4 separate regions of the Mus musculus genome follow, and all the other regions are linked to region 2. Evidence: chromatin contacts called from public HiCAR-type and promoter capture Hi-C data. All regions are on one chromosome and are shown on one strand. The core of a region is the stretch at or near the end of the contact, and the rest is flanking DNA. Distances in the headings are between cores, read along the strand shown.

Region 1 (3,676 bases), core at 10-2,509, 1.2 Mb before region 2:
GTTTTTTCTTTGGGCTGTATACATGTTCCCTGAAACAGTTTTAGCTCTTGAGCAACAATAAACATTAATGGTTTCAGTAAAGCCTTTATGATCTCCCAGGTCAGAAATCTTTTATTTTCCCTTAAAGTCTCAAGTATGGATTTACAAAATACTCTTCAAAACCATTATAGTCTTTTGGGTAAATAGTTTTCATTTAAAAACATTTTTATAATACACACATTTTAACGTGTTCTAAATATGTATTTTTACGATTGATCATGACAGCGCCTTAAAGAGCCATTATTGCCTATCAGGGAGATAATGTGTGTGTGTATTCAAGAGATTGTCTACAAAGAAAATCTCTAAACTGTGTTTATTTCCAATGAGGAGGGCTTTTTTTTTTCTCTCACCAATAAGCTTGAAAAAATTATGCAAAATGGTAGAAATTGAGGCTTATCATCAAGGGGAAGCAGTTCAGGGTTGCAGATTTTGGTAGTGCCTCTTAAGTGACAACTGAGAATTTCCACAGTGTAAAAGCAGAATCGCTGCCTGAGCTTACTTGAGACAGGGAACTCGCTCACCAAAGTTTTGTGTGGTTTTGCCAGACTTTCTGCCTCAAGTTCATATTCCTCCAAAGACAAGGCTATGGTTTCATTGGTCCCTCTGAGCCAGAGGCTGCCATCCAGTTAAAGTAACTGGAAAGCAGACAGACTAGGGTAACCATTTGTTGGTTGTGAAGATATTGTTAGGAGGATGTAGGTCATAAAAGAGTATCTTGGAGAGAAACAAGGGAGATGAATGGGGAAGTAAAAGAGTGCGAGGAAGCCTCATGTATTCCTTTCTTGGGTCCCACAAGTCACACAAAGGCCTTAGGATTTTCCTTTGAGGAAGAAGGGAAGCCATTGAAGTTGGGGGACATTGCCCAAACCCTCCCTGTTTGCTTGTCATTTGCTTGGATACCCTAGGTCTGCCAGAATTTTCTGAATAAAATCCTAAAACCATTGCAGTTCCATGTTCATCTTTTAAAGCATGGCTTCTCTAGCATGTCCTTTCATGCAAGTCTGCCCTTGACTCATAAAGATGTGATTTTGGAATAAAACCGTTTCACTCACTACAGCTCTTCCTTTCTGATCCCGTTTTATAGTTCTGTTCCCCCTGAACTATCTTTCTAGCTAAGGGACAATTGTGGATCCCGATAGGCGAGGCAGTGTATGCCTCCTTGGGTGGGGTGAATGCAAAGAAGTCAGCTGAGCTTTGAGTGACAGGAAGCCCAGCTGGGCAGGGGAAAGATAGGGAGGGAGAGAGAGAGCAGCTGTGAATGCAGATTGAAGTGGCCAGGCAAGACAATGGCCTGGCATGATAAGCACCTTTCCAGCAAAGGTCATCAGCCTGTCACACAGACACAACAGCCACACCTTGGCTTTTGTGTTAGCTCAAGTTTCATTCAGGAGAGAAGTCTGTGTGGATCTCTGAGAGAAAGGTTAAAGATCACTGCAGCAATTAGCAAGTTGATCAAGGAAGAGACATAAGATATCCACATTCATATGTCTTGTCTCGAATATATAAGCACCCTTCTGCTCTCTTCTGTAGCAGAAGGACTCTATTCTAGCTTTAGATGACCCCTCTCTCAACACTGGGCAGCAATTTGAAAACAGTCTAAATTCTCCCTGACTTTGCTGAGGTGGGGGTGAGAGGGCACCCCAGGGGCTTAGCTCTTAGAGGCTAATATGGACTAGGTAATGGCTTGTTGAGCTTTTGAGAAGTCAGATTTTTTGTCCCAGAGCTTATCCTCTTCAGGCTTTGAGGCCACCTGTAGTATCTTTAAAAGGACATCTTTGCCCGTCTTCCCCCTTGCCTTTTGTAGTACTTCTTTCCCACCCCCCCCCCTCACCCCCAGAAAAAGTTCCCTGGAGGCTTAGGGGCAATTCTCATCTTCCTTCTTCTTTCCTGCATGTGTGCATATGTGTAGTATGTGGTGGGTATGGATCTAGGCATGTGGAGGTTACAGGGTAAACTCAGGTAGCTTCATATTCCATGTCTTCGAGGCGGGTCTCTTCATTGCTTCCTGTGGTTCACATGCCTGGCTAGCAGAGCCTCTGTTGTTGTAGCACGGGTCCTCTTCGAACCTGCTCTTGGGAGTCGACTGGTGACCCCAGTGAAGGAAGCAAAGAAAGAACAGGTGCCGAGTCCTGGAGTTTGATACCACAAAGCGAGTTCACGTCATGTTTGCCAGCTATTCGCTTATCTTGTCAGCCTAGCTCCCAAATTTGGTTGGTTTTGTTGTTGTTGTTGTTTTGTTTCTTAATTCCTTCCTTCCTTCCTTCCTTCCTTCCTTCCTTCCTTCCTTCCTTCCTTCCTTCCTCCCTCCCTCCCTCCCTCCCTTCCTTCCTTCCATAATCTGATTATAGAGAATCTGGATTCGCAGGCTTTCCTCAGCAGGCTATTTCCTGAGACATACCCAACGGCTTTCCTCACCAAATTACCATCTAAATATGAACTTACTTTTCTTTCTTTTTAAAAAAAGATTTATTTATTTATTTTTTTATATGTGAGTACACTGTAGCTGTTTTCAGACACTCCAGAAGATGGCATCAGATTTTTGTTACGGATGGTTGTGAGCCACCATGTGGTTGCTGGAATTTGAACTCAGGACCTTTGGAAGAGCAGTCGGTGCTCTTAACCGCTGAGCCATCTCACCAGCCCGAACTTACTTTTCTTAAGAATAAGGTTTAGGCATTGTTATTCCCAACGCACAGATGAGAAGTTGACCTCAGGGATGGCTCAGTGGCCTCCTTCCCTTTCCACCTCTACAAGACCGGAAGAGGAAACTCCTCCCAACTCTGACACTTTGACCAAAACCTCTTCCTAAAAGCTCCTTTGGAGACTAGGGAGATGGCTCAGTAGGTACAGAACTTGCTACACAAGCACAAGGACCTGGGTTCAGATTCTCAGTACACATGGAACATGACAGAAGTGGCAGCCTGTGTCATAAGCCATGGCCAGGAGGTGGAGGCAGGAGATCTCAGAGGCTCATTGGCCACCTAGTCTAGATGATTCCACGAGTTCCAAGTTTACTGTCCTAAAAAATAAGATGGAGAGAGAGGATGTCCCCTGATACTGACTTCTGGCTTTCATGGTCATGCATGCCTATGGACAGACAGACAGATAGACAGACACACACAAACATACACACACACACACACACACACACACACACACACACACACACACACACAGACACACACACTATTATTTTTGTGGTCTCAGTGCTGTGACTCACCCCCCATCTTATTCTCTACTCCCCACTGTAAAGCTCCTGCAAGCGCAAACATGACTGGAAGTCCCTCTTCCTTTCTCTTATGAGGGGAATTCAGCTTCCAGGCGCTGCCCACGGGGGTCTTTTCCTCTCACAGTTGATTTTTATATGCCCTTGTAGCTTTGCTAGCAGACACACAGGACTTAGAGTTACAATTGGGATATATGCTTGTGAAATTAGTCTCAACTGCTTTAACCCGAAGGTGGTTCTGTTTATTGAAATAAGCAAGTCCTAACTGCTGACCAGATGTCAAATTGAAGTATAAAGACTTTCTTCTAAGCCGACCCTCTTGAAGAAGAAATGCTCACAATTTAATATAATGAGAATAATTAATAAGGAGTGTGCCAGTGACCTTGAATATTAATATTGTTTCCTTTTGCT
Region 2 (3,878 bases), core at 741-3,240:
GGAGAAACTCCTTAACAAATCTAACCCTGGTGCTTTGGTCACTTGCTTGCTTTCTGGAGGCTATTCTTTGCGGTATCCACCCATCTCTCGCGGTACTCCATCTGCTTCAGGGTTTCAGTGATGAGGGCTAACACCTTGAGTGAGGTCTTAACTCCAGAAATGAACTTAGTCGTGAGAGCCAGGTGGAGCTGGTCCTCTCACAGTCCTGAGAGCACAGGAAACCCAGAACTGCTCTCAAGTGTTTCCCGAGACAATCTTGGTAGCAAGGAGGTAGCAGGAATAAGTGTCACACTCTGAGACTTGGGTGCAATTCAATAACCTCACAGTGGCAACACACATAGGCAAAAAGAAAGTACTGTAGCAGCTTGTTCCAGAGCCAGGCACGCTCTGTCTTTCTGCTCCGGCTGTGAGAGCCAGCTCTGGGAAATCCTGGCTGTGCTGGGAGGATCTGGTACAGTATGCCAGCCCACAAAGGCTCCGGCAGCAGCGCACTGCTTTTCAGGGTCTTTCTCTCTTAATAAACAAATTTCTAGGAACATAACAAAACAAAATCTCTCACTGAGTTCACACCTTCCATTCCAAAAGAAGCCACTTTAACATTGTAACGATTTAATTAGCAGGCTACAGAAGCTATGACTGGCTAAGTAGGTCATTATGTTCACAGGGCAGATGTCATAACTATTTGATATAGCCCTAGGCTGTTTTTATTCCATTTAAACAAGATCTAAATAGCACATTAGAACCTTTGCTGTTTAAGGCTTCATTCATCCTGCGGATCTATTAGGAAGCTGCAAGAAATTCTCTTGTGCCATTTCTACCTTTAGAATTTTAAAACAACCTGCACACAGGGTAACCTGAGCCTGACAGATAGTCCTGCCCCAGCCAGCCAGTAGCTGTAAAACCGCACCTGTGTTTTGGTAGCATTCTGTGTCTGCGGCACTCCAACACTAGTGATTTAATGTGAACACAAGCCGATCAAGTCCCTGCAGCCCAGGCGGAAACGGCACCCCAGGCGGGGCTGTCAGTTCCCATGCTGGGATAGGAGACGTCTCTTGTGCTATTATGTGAACATATCCATCTCCTCACTCTCCACCTGACCCTCAAATCCCACACACCTTCAGACTGGCTGTGCTCCAACACAACTTCTGTACACCTCCTCAACTCCCTGCAGTGGTCCCCAAGACCTCTCATCATTTCTGCAGACCTCTGATGTTCGCCCCATCCCCCCAAACTGTCTACAAGCCCTACAATCGCTCCGTAAGCCTCATCACTACCGCAGCCCCTCTGCAGCTCCTCACTACCTGGGGGACATTCCTCCGGACATGATAGCCTGTGCAGATCTCCCCCACCCCCACCTCATCCCCACCGCCGTGGGTCGTCACTCTCCCTGTTCCTCAACTCGTGCACAGTCTCTGTGACTCACAGGTGACCGTGCCCGCGCCCCCACGGCCCTCGAGACTCCCGCAGACGCCCTTTGCAAGCCCTGCCTAGACCTCCGGCCGCCCCACAGCACTCACAAGGCATCCGCGTAAGCACATTGCGGGGTGCCTTCTTGCTGCGCCCCGGGCCCTGGCGTCGCGCTCCGGCCGTGCCGTCCGTGTCCTCCTTGACCACCATGAGCCGGCGCAGGCGCTGGATGCGCTCGGGATCCGGGGTGGGCGCGGCGCGGCGACGGGCCCTGGACGAGCTCCCGGCTCCCGTGGAGGTTCCGGTGGAGGTTCCCGCCGAGGCCGGCTCCCCCGTGCCCCGAGCCCGACCGCGCCCGGTGCGCCCGCCCTTCAGGAAGCTCTCGTACTCCGCCACGTTGTTGAAGCAGGGCGCGTTGGGGTAGGGAATGGGCGGCAGGCGAGGTGCGTACAAGGCCAGCAGCGGGTCGAAGCTGTAGGAGCTGACGTCCAGCCGCGGGCTGGGCGGGCTGGCTGGGCTGCCGGCGCGAGCCGACCTCGCCCCCCACTCGCGCTCCTCCATGTTTGAAAGGCCCGCAAGCAGAAGCCGATGGGCGGGAGGAAGGAGCCGAGCCGCCAGAGGGCGGCACTGCGCAGCCGCAGCCGCGGCTCAAGGGGACGCACTGCGCAGCCGCGGCCACCAGGGGGCAGCATAGATTCGCTCTGGAGAGCAGCAGGGGGCGTGGCGCAAGGCAGGGGCGTGCTGAGAGGCGTGACCTGCTCAGGCCTCGCTCCGCCTCCACAGACAGCAGACAGGTTGAGGCTGTCCTCTTGACCTTTTTGTTACTAAAGAAGATACTGTTTATTAGTTCTCGTTTCCCTCCCCCATTGATATTAACTATCTCTTCTGAATTTGAGATCTAACGTCAACAAAATATACAAGTAGGGACACATTATTCGAAAACAAAGCCAACATTTTGGAGGCAGTAACAATTAACCATTTATTTAGTAAAACTCACTGATATTCACAGACAGCTTAGAATGGTTGATGCTCCAGACTCGGGGGGTAGACCCCAAGAGCAGCATTTTAAAGTCCCAGGATGTTCTCTGTTGTTCGGCTTGAGCTGGAGGCAAAGGACAGGAAGACAAGACATATCCCATTTTTCATTCCTGTTAAGTATATTCCTGATGTGGATCAGGCTAGCCTGTCTAAGCTCAAATTACTGAGCCTCTTTTGAGTTCTTATTGTCGTCTGAAATATGACAGGAAGGGTACAGAGTATACAGTGGGTGCATGCTAGATGGTTGAGTGCTATAAAAGACGGGTGACTACATCCTCACTTCCTTTCCCTGCCCACTAAGTTTAGAGAACACTTGGTATCAAAGAAAAGAAAACTGACTCCTTGATGTTCTCCTGACTACTGCAAAATCCAAAGAATCAACACTATTTTTTAGCTCTAGTTCAGCAAAAACTCTTTAAGATATATTTCATGTGTATGCTTGTCGGCATGTATGCCTGTGCACTATGAGCAATCAGACATACACACAGAGGCCAGAGAATGCTGGATCCCCTGAGTTGTGCTCGTTGTGAGCTACCATGTGGGTTCTGGGTCTTCCTTCGGAAGAATAGCCATCTCTTCAACCCCAAAGGAATGGTTTTAAAAGTGAGACTCCTGGAGGTAAGTCCCTCCCCATCCAGCATAGCTGTCTTGCTTCTTGCCATCTCCAGCCACACAAGTCATTCTCCGAAGTGCCACCACCTTCTCAAAGTATCAACCGGCATTCAGCCCGCGCTAGCTGCTTTGGGGTCTTCTTTACTTTCTGTAAGTTTGAAAATGTGGCCCAAAAGAACACTTGACTATCTTTAAGACAGAGATGAAACTTAGCACACTGCCACCACCGTGTGAGCTGCATCGTAGGAGGGAAACACACAGACGAAATAAAGAGCAAGCTTTGGGTAGGTAATGGTACTTGATGACACTTGTGTTCAACCCCGGTTTATTGCTTTAAAAATCCCCTGCCTGCATGAAAACTTCCAGCACCATTCAATGACTGAAAACTTCCAGCACCATTCAATGACTATCTCAGGGCATGCCCAGAGGGAGACTTCCCTGGATCTGAAAGCACACACTTTCTCCAGCGGTTGTCAATGAAACTTGGGTCTTTATTCCCTACTTGGCCAATTTTGATATAACATGCTATCAACCTACCATTAAGTTAAATTTGCTCATCAGGAGCTAATGATCTTACTGCCTCTCTAGTATGCTGAGGGAATTGCTTGCCCAAAGTGCTATAATGTTCATAGCTGTGTATCAGAAACATTTGGGCTTTTAAAAAAATCACTGAAGAGTCCCAAACATCCACATGGATATCTTACATTGGCACTTTCAAATTCAACATTCAAATGAACATTTTAAAAAAATGTACCCAGAGGTCTCTGGATGTCTGCTATGTGGGGACATGCATCCTAGCTTAAGACAAACACACAAGTTAA
Region 3 (4,036 bases), core at 1,062-3,561, 1.1 Mb before region 2:
CAGGCCTCCAGGACAGTCAGAAGAGGGCATCAGCATCTTTGGAACAGGCTGTGTAGGTAGCAGTGAGCCTCCTGATGAGTGCTGGGAACTGAACAGGAGTGCATCTGCTCTTAACTACAGAGCCACGTCTCCGGACGTTGATCTGTTTTCTATAACACTAGCAAGAGCACCAGGAGGTTGGTAACACCTATTTCCCTGCAGAGATGTTCAGAGTCAGCTCTCATTAAGTACCTTGTGGATTATATGGACTCTCTGGCATATATGAGGTGGGGAAAGGAGACCGTGAGAAAACCAAGAGAGCATTAGAAAACGTGTAAGACAACAGCTGTATGATTAGGAAACTCCATGCTAGGAACAATATGGAAAATTGAAGGGCTCAAAGCCTTTCTTATAAAAATGTCTTGGCCTACTGGTCAACTGTGGGAAACTTCCAGCACTCATTATTTGGTTGGATCTAATAAATGAGCGACCGCACTTATTTTAATAAGTTCACTGTGACGTGTTCATTTGAGGAGTGGTGGTGGGGGTCTGTTCTTGTTTTGGCCAGAGATGACAAAACTTTTTTGAAGCTATTTTTTTGTTTGTTTGTTGTTCTGTATTTGATCAATCATGTGTCACAATTCCAATTGTGTTCATTTGTATAGTTCATTGTTCCAAGCCAGGGCCCTCCGTTGCTCTGGCTTTTCATTGGAGACTCCCTCATGTGAGAATTCAAAAGGAATCACGCAGTGGCAATATGGAAATAAACACTTCCATGTCCTGTTCCTAAGCCCCTGTTTATAACGTGGTGTGTCGGAACAGTTAGGCCTGAAGTAAAGATTCATTTGATTTAATTATATGTTTTTTAATGCATGTGTTTCTGTATGTGGGTACGTGAGTTTGGGTGCCTGAGGAGGCCAGAGCTTCAGGCTACTCTGGAGGTGTAGTTACAGGCAGCTGTGAGCTACCAGCTGTGAGTGCAGAGAGCTGAAGTTGAGTCCTCTGCAAGAGCTGTATGTGCTCTACACCACTGTACCATCTCTTCAATCTCTAATTTTTCTCTTTATTTTGTCAGTTTTACTTACGGAAATTTGTTAAGATGGAGCTTTCTCTTGCTTTCATACATGGCTTTGAGGATGGACTAGGAATTCTCTGGCCCTTTGTCCCCTCATCATTAAGTGGAGGTTTGGGATCGCCCTTCAAGCTCTGATGATTCTGTGAGAATGTCTCTGACTTCGTGAGGAACTACAGACACAGCTTTTCGGGGTAGCGACCCAAACACCGAGGTGATAGTTCTGCCGAGTTAAACTCACAGGCTAGCATAGTCAAAATGTCAAGCTTTCAGTTCAGTGAGAGACTGTCTCAAGGGGATATGGCAGAAAGTGAGAGAAAAATACCCAATGGATATTCTGCTTGACCATTCGTATGTAGGGGCATGCATACCTGAACACATACAAACTCACACACCAAGATCTCATTAAGCAGCCTAGGCTGGCTCCAAACTCATAATCCATCTACCTCTGTCCCTGAGTTGCAGGGTACAGGTATATATCCCCATGCATGACTTAAGATATCTTACAATAGCTATATGCCTATCTTAATCCATTAGGGAAAAAAACCACAGCTGTTACTTCAAAACGGTGATCTCATGGACATTAGTGCTTAGGGTAAGATCAAGCTTAGAGAAAGTATTAGATGGTTAAAATAAAAATCACAACTCGATAAAATCAAGTAAGTAATTGCCTACATGGTACTGGAATGTAGCAAAATTATGACTTAAGTTTGAAGCATGCTGTTAGAAAGGCTTTAAAGATAAAAAATAATAATTCATTCAATTTAATAGGAAACATGTAAGGCCCTGGGAAATATTCATTTTTATTTTTTCCCAATAAACCCTGTGTTTTTGTTTGTTGTTTGTCTTTTTTTTTTGTTGTTGTTGGTTGAAAGAAAGCTTTTTAGGTTCATTTTGCCATTAAGGTAGAGTTTCTGTTCTAGAGAAATTCTAAAAATCAAAACCTCTCCTAAGATATTGTCTCTATTTTTATTTTTAAACAAGCAATCTCTGTATGTCAGAAGGCAGAGAAGGACACGAAGCAAGAGCAAGCATCGAGCAGAGTCCGCCCAGGCAGCGCCCGCCCAGGCAGCGCATTATGATAATGTGCACAGAACCAGCTGGACACTGAGTTAAGCTGACACTGTGTTGTCAAGGGCAGCATCACCCATCAATTTCCGAGATAGGATTTGAGTTCAAATGGCAGAGAGAGCAGCAACTCTGTTGAGGCTGATGCGTGGGGGAAGGGTGGGGAAGGCAGGACAGGAACCCAGCACGGCTTAAAGGCAGGAAGTCCTGGTGCCTCCGGAAGCCGGTGGCTGCTACCTTCCGGTGTCTGCTACCTTCCCTTCTAACTTTAAATCTGTCAGAAAGCCCCACCTGGGTCCTTGCATGATTAGAGTCTTCTTCATGGGGTGGGGGTGGGATGGGGTGTGAGGGGGTATGGCTGTGTGTGGGTTACTGATACTAATTTTAACTCCCAAGAGAATGGGGTACCAGCTGCTTGAACCGAGGCCAGCGCAGCCCAGGAAACAGGACTCTACGTGGTCTCTTATCCATGGAGGAAGCACATTGTGGGTATAGCGGCAATCGTTTGTTTTGTTTGTTTCTTGTTCTTTGGAGACAGGGTCTCCCGGAGCCCAGGCTATATAGTCAAAGCTGGCCTTGAACTCCCTGCTCTTCCTGCTCCTACCTCCTAGATGCCACATTCACAGGCATGAGCTGCCCAGCTTTGTAAGAGGTGGTTTGTTAGTGCAGGCTGGAAGGATCCTCAACTTTTACTCCACCCACTTCAGTTCTTTCACAACATCAGACCATCAATGATTGCTCATTTGCTTTCCATTCGGTCGTTTATCTGGTCAACAAATATTTACCGGCTCTCTGCCTACTATATTAGATAAGAGAGGGGCAGAGGAGAGCAAAGCCGGGGCCAGCACTAACATGACGAGGTACACAGCTATGTGTACATACCAATTCATATGCAGGAAACAATGATAATCTCGATGATTTAATTGGCAATGTTGATAAGGGCTGTGAAAGAGAAATACAGGTTGCTAAGAAGGCTTAATACAAGGGACCCAGCAGAGTCTGAGGAGTCGGGAAGCTTCTCATATTTGAATGAGTAGCAGTTAGTGAAGTGAAGACGAAAAAAAGTCAATAGGTTGTTTGACTATTACATTGGGATAGACCATTAGACATTTGAGGGGAGAAGGGTGGTGTAGGTCTAAGAATTGCTTCTGAGAAGTGAACTTAGAAATTTTACATGTGTTAGTGTCTCTCTTTTGGTTGGACAAAGAAGTCCATTGTTTCCTTTCCAATCTTGTGGTGAGTGCTACAGCTCCTGGTCCAATAGATTGCACACTACAGATCTGGGCCTGTGTCTCTAGGGATGCTGATTTTGCTGCTGGTGCATGTGGTCTAGTGATGAGTGTTTTGGGAAAAAAAATATTTTTTTAATGCTCTTAACAGCCAGGGGAGGGCAATGCAGTTATAGAATCCACTTAAAAATAAGGGAAACTGAGGCCAACTGTTAAGGAGTTGGGTGTGGCTAAATGAAGAGTCAAGTTGGTTTCTGCACTCTTTAAACTTCCAAGTTGCTAACACAGTTGCTAACACATGGCTACTGTTCTTTCCCATTGTCAAGTCAAAGCCGCTCTCTCTGCGGAGTGGACTTCAGAAGTAGAGGCTCTTGCTATTTGAGCCCGTAATGTAAAACTTGCTCCAGTTGAAACAAATTGACGACATTACTCAAAGGCAAACTGAAAAGCCAGGTCTATGCTCAATCCCAAGGGTGAGTTACTTGGCTTGAGTAGTGATACATGGGAAGGTGCTTTTCTGGGTTAAGATAAAAACTCTTGGTATCACATCTCGCTATCGGGCACCTCATCTCCAGCTCCCTGGGCCAGTATTGCAACCTGAAATACTCAGTGGGCAGAAATGAAACTTTATAGAAATTGGGTGATCATCACCCTTATCAGATGAATATGACGCCATCCGAAGGATTTT
Region 4 (3,704 bases), core at 871-3,370, 1.4 Mb before region 2:
ATCTGTGTACATCTAGTATTCAGAGAAAGCTTAAATTATATTTACTTTTATTATTTAAAAAGTATTGTTTTATTTTTCTGTGGGCCATGTACAGGTATGCAGTCATATTTCTGGAAGCCAGAGATTGATGTCAGATCAGAGAGTCTTCATGAGTGAGCGCATGCCTGCTTGCCTGCCTGTCTGTGTGTGTGTGTGTGTGTGTGTGTGTGTGTGTGTGTGTGTGTGTCTCTGTGTCAGTGTATGTGTCAGAGGTTGATATTGGGTCAAGGTCTCTTACTAAGCCTGGAGCTCACTGATTGGCTACACTGCCTGGCTGTTCAGCCCCAAGGATCTTCTTGGCTGTCCGTAGGCTGCACTGAGGCTATAGACACTAACAAGTGAGCTGATGGTGTGGTGGCTGCAACCCTAGACATTTTAAAAGACCTAAAACCCAAACTATTATTGCTTCCAAGATACTGCTTGGCATACCGGGCATATCTGGCTTAGTGGTAGAAGATTTGCTTAGACTGTTTGGAGACTTTAGATCAGTATCTGGCACCTAAAACAAACACACAAAACTGACTGTACTATTTTGGTTCGTAGTTCATACAAGAGATCCCAGATAAAACTGGTTACAATTCACTGTCACCATTTTCCCCCCAGCTTTCCCTCATATTTTGATGGTTGGTTCTAGAATTTGGTTCTGAATTTGTTGCATGGAGGAAGTAGTCTCTTGGGAGGTAGAATTGTGAGAGCAGATTTGTGAGATAATTCTTAAATTAGCTTATAATTACAGCTGTTCAGCTTTGCTTGAGTGCCCCATAGTCCGCTTGGGCAAACCTTTCGTAACGTCCTCTGAGAAGGTACCGTGGCTGAAAAAGTCAGTTTCCTGTGCCTCCAGCTCCTGGCCGTGTGTCAGTCTCAGTGAGTGTAGTGAATCCCAGTTACTGGGGCTAGATTTCAAGTTGGCGGTTTCTCCATAAAGCCTGTCAGGTGGAGAGCCCGTGCACACTGCTACCTGCACTTGGCTATACTTCATATCTGCTGATTCTGAAAGTGTCTTTTAAAGAGTACATTAAGTAATTTTGCATATTGATGGGTGTGCTAGAACACTATAGAACGTTTATAAAAGCTGATGAGAAAGATCCCGATTGCTCCATAAGAACTGGTATGGTTCTGCATCCCTTCAGGGTGCTGTGTCAGGCTCACTTTTGGTCCTTCGCCACCAGAAGCTGACTCAGAGCCTTGCCTGAGGGTCTGGGCTATTGCTGGAGTTGGTGTCTCTGCTAGCATTACTTGTGGTTGGAGCAGCATTCGCTAAAGCAGGGTTCCCTCTTGGCTGTGGGAGGAAAACAAAAGTAGACCACTGGGTGCCCCGACCCTGTATGCTCCACCCTTAGTGGTTTATAGAAGGACACTGGTAGCTATAGTGAACGGAAAAGCCATGAGAAAACCTAACCCACCACAAGTGACTCCAGAACTAAGGAACCGCTGTTGTGCCCTCACCGCCGTGGTGAGGAATCAGTTTGTGAACGGCTTGACTGTAAGACTCTTGTGCCTTGTCCAGGAGTTTGTGGAAACACTTCCGTGCTGTGAGCCTCTGCTTGTTCCTCCTCGTGTTCCCTGCGTATATGGCCTACATGATTTGCCAGTTCTTCCACATGGACTTCTGGCTTCTCATCATCATCTCCAGCAGCATCCTTACCTCTCTCCAGGTGAGCCTCACAGTGACGCTGTGCCCCTGGTGGCCTGTGTTCTGAGATGAGTGAGTGGCTTCGGGCTCCTGCCACTCTGCGTTCTTTATTAGAGCATCCTGCATACTGATGAAGTGTGATATGAAAATGCGAAACTGTCATGTGGTCAAAACTGTCTTCATGATTGCAAGTATGAGACTTGCATGTCATGAAGATACTAGTTTTAGTAAACGTTACTTAACCCGGGTGGTGTTCCATTTGTGGTGATGACAAAAAGCCTTTGGCTTTACTTTTATTATGGTGAAAAAAGTATTTAGAATTAGCCATCTGGACTGAGTTTAGGTGATCCCAGTTTTGTTGGCAAAATCCACATCATCACAATCATGAGCCCGCTACACACGTGCCTTCTCCCTGTCCAGACTGAGCAGGGCGGAGGAGGTTTTCTCGGGCGGTTTGCTCTGGGGTTTGTTGGCCCTGACATCCACGGGTTGGCGGGGAACACAGTGCACTGTGCCTTCTTTAGTCTTCATGGCTGACTCCGCTCTGGCTCAGGGAGCTTAGTGGTGGCAGAGCACCCAAGCTTGTGCCTCCTGGGCAAGCTTTCTTTTCCAGGCTGTTGGGGTTGCCTTCCATCACTGCCTACTTTCTTGGCTGTGGGAGGGAGAGCCTAGAGGCCTCCTCCTTTATTTTTAAAGCCATCATGGCAAAAAGTGCACAAAGACAGGCAAAACAAAGCAAAGCAGCAACAACAGAAAATGTAATTAAGACTTGCACATGTTTGTTTGTTTGTTTTTTCAAAATGGTAACGTTCTTTTTTAAATTGCCAAAAAACCATAACACTGAAATATCTTAGAGCTTGTTTAGAATGGGCTTTTCAAAGTAAATGTCTACTCAAAATACCCTTGTAATATAAATCTATACAACTCACATATGCACATGCATGATGTGTGCCATAAACATACATAGCTAATGTATGTGCCACACAGACAGACATGTGTTTCATATGTATGAACAACATCACCAGGATGCAGCAAGCTTTTTTGCAGAGGTCTCTGCTGCCTGGCCAGTAAGAGGTGACAGGAAATGTGGTTCTGGAAACGATGCTTTCAGCCCTGTTCCTTGTAGAGGTGAAGTGTTTTGAGAGACAAGGACTGGACGGATGAGGAATGAGGAAGGTCGGGTGGGCCTGAGGAGACTGAACACTGCTTCTGAAGGTGCAGCGTCTGCTCTCTCAGTAACTGGTCACTGTCACCCACACACAGCCTTCAGTGGGTACCAAGAGTTCATGTGTTATTATTTTAAACTCAGGGAGAATGCTTTTCTTATGATCACATTTATCTTAATATACATACTCTTCCCTCCCCAGGTTCTGGGAACACTTTTTATTTACGTCTTATTTATGGTTGAGGAATTCCGCAAAGAGCCCGTGGAAAACATGGATGACGTCATCTACTACGTGAATGGCACTTATCGTCTGCTGGAGTTTGTTGTGGCCCTCTGTGTGGTGGCCTACGGCGTCTCAGAGACCATCTTTGGAGAGTGGACTGTGATGGGCTCCATGATCATCTTCATCCATTCCTACTACAACGTGTGGCTTCGTGCCCAGCTGGGCTGGAAGAGTTTCCTTCTGCGCAGGGACGCTGTGAATAAGATTAAGTCTCTCCCTGTCGCGACGCAGGAGCAGCTGGAGAAACACAACGACATCTGCGCCATCTGTTACCAGGTGACCTGCTCAGGGGGAGTCTGCTGATAGGTCAGGCGGGGTAGACCTCGGGGCCGCAGCATGCACCAGTCACAGTGTAAATTTCCGGGCACAATTAATCTCTGGATTGGAAAGGGATAATGGGGCTCATAGATTAGAGTAATAAAGCCCTGATATAAACATATCCATTTTAGTTCTAAGTTCAGTTTTAATATAGTCTTTCAAGTTCTAATTATTATTGTTTCCAACATTATTGCTCACCCATAAATAAAGGAAAAACAGGTTAGGTGTATTTTATATTATTACTGACTACACACACAGACACAGTG

The links. Promoter capture Hi-C pulls out the DNA fragments that hold promoters and counts their contacts. HiCAR-type assays count read pairs that join an accessible place to other places.
Region 1: a contact with region 2 is called in a promoter capture Hi-C map of stem cell-derived epiblast-like cells, with 4 times the contacts expected there. The contact joins the enhancer-like site here to the promoter of Lsm11 in region 2. A contact is called at or near these places in 5 of 39 promoter capture datasets (embryonic stem cells, hippocampal neurons, liver and 2 more) and 2 of 115 datasets of contacts at active chromatin or transcription factors (embryonic forebrain and stem cell-derived neural progenitor cells).
Region 3: a contact with region 2 is called in a promoter capture Hi-C map of pre-B cells, with 2.5 times the contacts expected there. The contact joins the enhancer-like site here to the promoter of Lsm11 in region 2. A contact is called at or near these places in 4 of 39 promoter capture datasets (the 3T3-L1 cell line, hippocampal neurons, liver and 1 more) and 4 of 115 datasets of contacts at active chromatin or transcription factors (embryonic forebrain, embryonic hindbrain, forebrain and 1 more).
Region 4: a contact with region 2 is called in a HiCAR-type map of fibro-adipogenic progenitors, with 10 times the contacts expected there. The contact joins the enhancer-like site here to the promoter of Lsm11 in region 2. A contact is called at or near these places in 17 of 39 promoter capture datasets (the 3T3-L1 cell line, 3T3-L1-derived adipocytes, HPC-7-derived erythroid cells and 11 more), 10 of 115 datasets of contacts at active chromatin or transcription factors (acute myeloid leukemia, bone marrow-derived macrophages, double positive thymocytes and 7 more) and 2 of 9 other capture datasets (macrophages and pancreatic islet).

The regions. Positions count from the first base shown.
Region 1 is chr11:44,745,627-44,749,302 of GRCm38.p6, forward strand. The region is part of intron 6 of Ebf1 (early B cell factor 1); the gene reads left to right. Among named protein-coding and RNA genes, the nearest start is that of Ebf1, 130 kb to the left of the region's middle. Within about 2 kb of position 1,260, at least 31 of the 459 cell types and tissues checked have an H3K27ac peak or open chromatin away from gene starts, as enhancers often do. A contact at or near this core is called in embryonic stem cells and stem cell-derived epiblast-like cells, where this site is marked.
Region 2 is chr11:45,942,945-45,946,822 of GRCm38.p6, forward strand. It overlaps Lsm11 (U7 snRNP-specific Sm-like protein LSM11), which reads right to left and starts at 1,991. Exons shown (of 4, transcript NM_028185.2): 1 at 1,518-1,991. The coding sequence starts at 1,968. Thg1l (tRNA-histidine guanylyltransferase 1-like (S. cerevisiae)) reads right to left here. Exons shown (of 6, transcript NM_001080969.3): 6 at 2,361-3,878.
Region 3 is chr11:44,890,795-44,894,830 of GRCm38.p6, forward strand. The region is part of intron 8 of Ebf1 (early B cell factor 1); the gene reads left to right. Among named protein-coding and RNA genes, the nearest start is that of Gm51859, 200 kb to the right of the region's middle. Within about 2 kb of position 2,312, at least 71 of the 459 cell types and tissues checked have an H3K27ac peak or open chromatin away from gene starts, as enhancers often do. A contact at or near this core is called in pre-B cells, where this site is marked.
Region 4 is chr11:44,558,426-44,562,129 of GRCm38.p6, forward strand. Rnf145 (ring finger protein 145) reads left to right here. Exons shown (of 11, transcript NM_028862.4): 9 at 1,547-1,694; 10 at 3,040-3,396. Among named protein-coding and RNA genes, the nearest start is that of 4930597A21Rik, 26 kb to the right of the region's middle. Within about 2 kb of position 2,121, at least 15 of the 459 cell types and tissues checked have an H3K27ac peak or open chromatin away from gene starts, as enhancers often do. A contact at or near this core is called in fibro-adipogenic progenitors and pancreatic islet, where this site is marked.